Linked DNA regions of Sus scrofa: region 1 is linked to region 2. A link is a contact called in public HiChIP or PLAC-seq data. All regions are on one chromosome and are shown on one strand. Each heading gives the region's core, a stretch centred on a gene start, on an enhancer-like site or on the middle of the called end of the contact. The rest is flanking DNA. Distances are from core to core; before and after follow the strand shown.

Region 1 (2,700 bases), core at 114-2,613, 160 kb before region 2:
AGGAATCTGCTGTGATTAAAACCGTGTAATTACAGAGACACATGAATTCAGTCTCCGAGATAGCAGGGCAAAATGAAAAACACTTGATTTCTGGGGAAATCTGAAAAAATCTTCGAGTTGCATTTGCAAGATTAATCTTGCTGTAGTGGGTGTGGAAAAAAAAAAAAAAAAGACAAGAACAAGAAAGGCAGGGTGACATCCAAAATCTTGAATAACCTGTATTATACACCACGGAGGCCGCTCCAACAAGCAGCTGCCATAATTACAGGGAGAGCCAGGTGGTGGCAGGTAAACACAGCCTTGCAAAGCCAGGTCCCACAGGGCCTGGGGGTTGGGAGGTGTTGCAGCCCCAAGAGGAAGCTGGTGGGTAGATGCCTCCCCCCGCCAATGCCTTACCTGGAGCCAGAGCGGCAGATGGGGTGGGTGAAAGGCACTTGGTGGACTCAGGCGTCCCCTAGCAAGCAACCAGCACTGTAGGAATTCCACACTTGAACAACTGGCACAGCTGTAGCAGTGCCTGCCGGCTGATGGGAGTCCTGATTGAGAACCACCCGAAAGGGAGAATGAGCTACTACTACCTGCCGAGCCCTGGCTATCATGGCCAACACCTGGTAAATACTGCATACATGTTAGCTGCTGTCACAGTGCTGCATTCCTGCTCACGCAAGCAAAAGAGCACACAGCCTAGAGGTTCCTTGAGGAAAGCATGGAAATAGGGTGTGGCCACGACGCCTTTCTTTTTTTCTTTCTTCCCTTCTTGTACAGAAAGAGGCTTGGCATCATTAGTCTCACTGTCCCTTTCCCCCAAATCTGCCAATTAGCTCTCGCCTCCCTCATCAGGCCTCTGGTCTTTGGTGCGGAGATGGGGACAGAGAAGAAGGGACTGCAAGGCTTCTGAACCTGGCAGGTGATCCCAGCCATGGAATGTCAGCATCGTCCTTCTAAACAACATTCACAGAAATATGTGTCCATACACAATTGGGACAGAGTCCGGGAGCTGGGGAAAAGCACCTCAGAAAAGCAGACACGAGAGTTCCTATTGTGGCTCAGTGGGTTAAAAACCCAGCACAGTGTCTACAAGGATTTGGGTTCGATCCCTGGCCTTGGTCAGTGGGTTAAGGATCCGGTGTTGCCATGATCTGTGGTGTAGACTGCAGAGATGGCTTGGAACTGGTGTTGCTGTGACTGCGGTGTAGAGCGGCAGCTGCAACTCCGATTCGACCCCTAGCCTGGGAACTTCCATATGCCACAGCTGCGGTCCTTAACAAAAAAAGAAAAAAGAAACTACTATATACCGGGGGCTTAAATAACAGACGTTTCTTTTTCTTTCTTCCTCTTTTTTTTCTTTTTAGGGCTGCCCCCGAGCCCATGGAGACAGAGGAAGTTCCGGTGTCTCTTCCTCTTCCTATGAGGGCAATTATTCCATCATGAAGGTCCTGAGCTTATGAGCCCATTTAAACCCCAATACTCTGAGTTACTTTAGTAACCAGAAGAAAAAAAAAAAATCTCATTATAAACAGGTATTTGCTTTGTGGACAGAAGAGTATTTTCCTTGAAACCCCTCACCAAGACACAATTCCACGAGAGAGGTATTATTAATTGCATATTACAGATAAAGAAACTTAGGATCAGAAAGTAATTTACTCATTTGTCTTACGCACTTGCCAGATTCAGGTGACCCCCTTCTCTGGAATAGGTATACTTTGATTCTCTCTCTCCCAGACTTTTTTTTTTTTTTTTTTTTTTTTTTTGAGCTCACAGCATGCGGGAGTTCCTGAGCCAGGTATCGAACCCACACCACAGTAACATCCACGCCACTGCAGTAACACCAGACCCTTAACCCACTGCACCACAAGAGAACTCCTCTCCTAAACTTTTCATTGTGGAAAAATTCAAATTACACATAAATTGAGAGAAGCTAGAAGAAACTTCCACGTACCCATCACCCAGCTATAAGAGTCACCAACTCATGGTATCTCTTCTTTCAACTAGGATGCTTTTATTTTTTTATTTTTTTTTTGTCTTTTTGCTATTTCTTGGGCTGCCCCTGCGGCATATGGAGGTTCCCAGGCTAGGGGTTGAATCGGAGCTGTAGCCACCGGCCTACGCCAGAGCCACAGCAACGCGGGATTCGAGCCGAGTCTGCAACCTACACCACAGCTCACGGCAACGCTGGATCGTTAACCCACTGAGCAAGGGCAGGGACCAAACCCTCAACCTCATGGTTCCTAGTCGGATTCGTTAACCACTGCGCCACGACGGGAACTCCCTAGGATGCTTTTAAACACAGGGAGATGGAAGTTTCTGCAGAATGATAAGTAGCAACTGGTCACATGGGTGGTGTAGTATGCCTTTCTTTTTTTTTTTTTTCTTTTTCTTTTTTCCTTTTAGGGCCACACCCGCAGCATATGGAAGTTCCCAGGCTAGGTATGGAATCGGAACTATAGCTGCCAGCTCAGGCTACAGCCACAGCAACGCAGGATCCAAGCCATGTCTGCAACCTACACCACAGCTCATGGCAACACTGGAGCCTTAACCCACTGAGCAAGCCAGGGATTGAACCAGCATCCTCATGGATACTAGTCGGGTTCATTATTGCTGAGCCACAATGGGAACTCTGCCTTTTATTTTCTGTCTCGAACAATTTGCTCAACAAAATCTAGCCTATATCTATGTAATTCTCCAGCTCCTTGCTCTGAG
Region 2 (2,700 bases), core at 114-2,613:
CTAGATTGCAGTGGTCTTAGCAGTGAAATAACAGTGCTAGATAATAGGTATGCTCTGTACCAATCATCACACTGCCTTGGGTCTCTTATTTCATGTGCATCACTCTTACACCCCTCAACTGAAACATAAGCGCCACTGGGCAGAGACTGACTGACTGCGACTCCGGGCGTCTCTGAGCACAGCACCTTCCATGTAGATAACGCTCAAAAAATATGTCGACTACAGATCACCAAATATTAGCTGAGGATACTATAGGACTAGCACCATTCAAGGATGATAGATTAGACAGCAATCAACGACTACGGTATGTTTGGTACTGAACTGTTAATCCTGGAAAATGTATTAGGTTGGAAACTGGAATGACATTTAAATTAGTCAAGATTTCTTTTCCGAAAAGAAAGTTTTCTATTGAGAATGGACTAGGACTGCCGCCAGCCTCCCCTCTTGTTCCACATACAAAGAAGCAACAGACGACTACATTTATTTAACTTTTCCCTGATAACATGTATCCAAACTTAGAGAAAGCTCTGCAACACAGGAGTTGTCAGAGAAGAAACTGTGTGAGAGGGTCGTGTACGTGGGAAAATACACAATTTTCTTTTATTTTTCAACAGTTTATCTTGCTTCCAAACGGTTACGCCCTCCCCTTTTCTTTATTTGCACGTGTACGACATTGCTGCTCACTGTTGACAGCGCTGGGCTCTTCAGAGGTCCTGTCTCCTCCAGGGAACTGCAAGCCACTCTTAGGCAGGAACCGCACCACCTTGTCTCACGTGGTACCCACCACAATGGGTCCAAGCACTCAGATAATTTTTGATTGGCTTTCACAGTTTTCTCAGAGTGTGAGAACGTTTATTTCTGGTTTCCACATCTTGTAAGAATGACTTTTCCCATGCAGGTTTTGAGAAGAAAAATGTGTGTCAGAATGAAACTATACAGAGGCTACAAAAAGTTTTAATCCTACTCTACAAAAAAGTAGCATTTTGATGTGTTCTTGTTGCCTGAGTTCCATAGTTTTCCCCTTAAGTCCTATACTGAAGCATCAGCTTTTTTGTAAACACATAGTGAAAATACATGGGGTTACTGCCTGTATTGGGGTTTAAAAAATTCAAAGTGAACTATACTACTGGTCTATCATATAATTCAAAGAAGTCCTAGTTTTGAGTCCCAACAATCTGGTAAGGGCTCTAGCTGAGACAGAGCCTTCAATGGGGTCTGAACTCATACACTCAGGTCCCCAGAGACCCAGGGAGGGGGACCCTGAGAGGAGAGACCGACCCCGGGAGGAGAGACGCATGGAGAGGTCGGTCAATTAAAGGCAGGGCAAGGCGGAGGGATAGTATAGGTCTTGGCCGTGAAGAATTTAGGAAGCAAGTGGCAAAATGAAAAAGAAAGAGAAAGTGTCCCATTAGAGAGCCAGTTGTCGAATGACTTGAAGTTTGCAGGTTCAACAAAATGCTAAAAGGGTGATGGGTATGTGGTGTTCGTTACACACTTCTCTCTGCACTCATGTATGTTTGCAATTTTCTGTAATAAATTAAAACGATTGGTAAGTGTGGTCTCTAACACATTTCCCATCCTGCTGTTACATCAGAGGTGGAAGCAGAAATCAAGGGATGGATTCAGAAGGGACTGAAAAGGAGAGGCAGGTGGAGGCACGAGGAGGGCCACCTCAACTGACCTACAAGAAGTCCTAGTAGGAGATGGCTTTTGGTGACAAAGTCACCAGCCAAGAAGAGGTTATTCCAGAAATCGGCATAAAAAGACTGTCAGGGTTTCATAGACACATACACGCACAGGCTTAATGCTCCATGAGTAAGCTGATCTAACACAGACAGCTGCTTCCTTTCCCTCAATCCATGACCCAGTTCAAATCTAAATGGTTCCAATTCAGGTATGCTGCTCCCTAGAAACACATCTGAAGTCAAAGATAAAAGTTACATTCTTCAGATGACCAGTTCTGCCAGCCAAGGTTCACTGCCACGTAACAGAACCCCCTTGAGCTGTTTGGGGCAGGGAAGGAGTACACAGAGCTAGGTGCTTATAAAATTCTCAAAGGTCCAGAAGAGCAGACCCAGGCTGTGCCTCCGGGAACAATATATAAGGACTGATCGACCATGAAAGCTGCGTCCTCTGGCACATTCAGGGCACTGGGAACCAGGAAGTCTTCACATCATTTCAGCAGAATCAAGGAATCGGGAAGCTGTCTGAACTGTCAGCTCAGGGCCCTGCTGGGTCTGTAGAAATGGACTGGCCAAATGGCCTCCTCATGTGCTGCTGCCTTAGCTTGCACTGATCTCAAGCTCCATTCAAGTTCTTCCGAGTGTCAGAACCTAAATCATATCCAGAACTCTGGATGCAAGAGTTGAAGAATGACAGCGTGCAGCTTTCCAACTTCTGTTTTACGTGGAGATACATGAGGAGGACCTGAGCAGACAATGAGCAAGCCAGTCCAAGCATATTCATCCTAGCATACAAAATATTGCAATACCAAAAGGGAGGATGGAGTGTCTAAAAAAGAGGGAGAAATTTAAGAGGTATCATAGCCAAATGTAAAACCAGATATAGAGGGCTTTTCTGAAGAGGAAAAATGGAATATGGGAGAAATTTGAATATAATTTTGGTATTATGTAATATTAAGGAATTTTAAATAATTTTGTTGGGTTAAAGAAGTATGTTTATATGAGCAAAAGTCATTAC

Evidence for each region. HiChIP or PLAC-seq counts read pairs in DNA pulled down with a chosen protein or histone mark.
Region 1: a contact with region 2 is called in an H3K27ac HiChIP or PLAC-seq map of alveolar macrophages. The contact joins two enhancer-like sites. A contact is called at or near these places in 2 of 47 Hi-C or Micro-C datasets (fetal liver and liver) and 1 of 2 datasets of contacts at active chromatin or transcription factors (alveolar macrophages).

The regions. Positions count from the first base shown.
Region 1 is chr11:68,380,819-68,383,518 of Sscrofa11.1, reverse strand. No RefSeq gene overlaps it. Among named protein-coding and RNA genes, the nearest start is that of TM9SF2, 26 kb to the left of the region's middle. Within about 2 kb of position 1,363, at least 1 of the 83 cell types and tissues checked has an H3K27ac peak or open chromatin away from gene starts, as enhancers often do. A contact at or near this core is called in alveolar macrophages, where this site is marked.
Region 2 is chr11:68,223,359-68,226,058 of Sscrofa11.1, reverse strand. The region is part of intron 5 of UBAC2 (ubiquitin-associated domain-containing protein 2); the gene reads right to left. Among named protein-coding and RNA genes, the nearest start is that of GPR183, 24 kb to the left of the region's middle. Within about 2 kb of position 1,363, at least 12 of the 83 cell types and tissues checked have an H3K27ac peak or open chromatin away from gene starts, as enhancers often do. A contact at or near this core is called in alveolar macrophages, where this site is marked.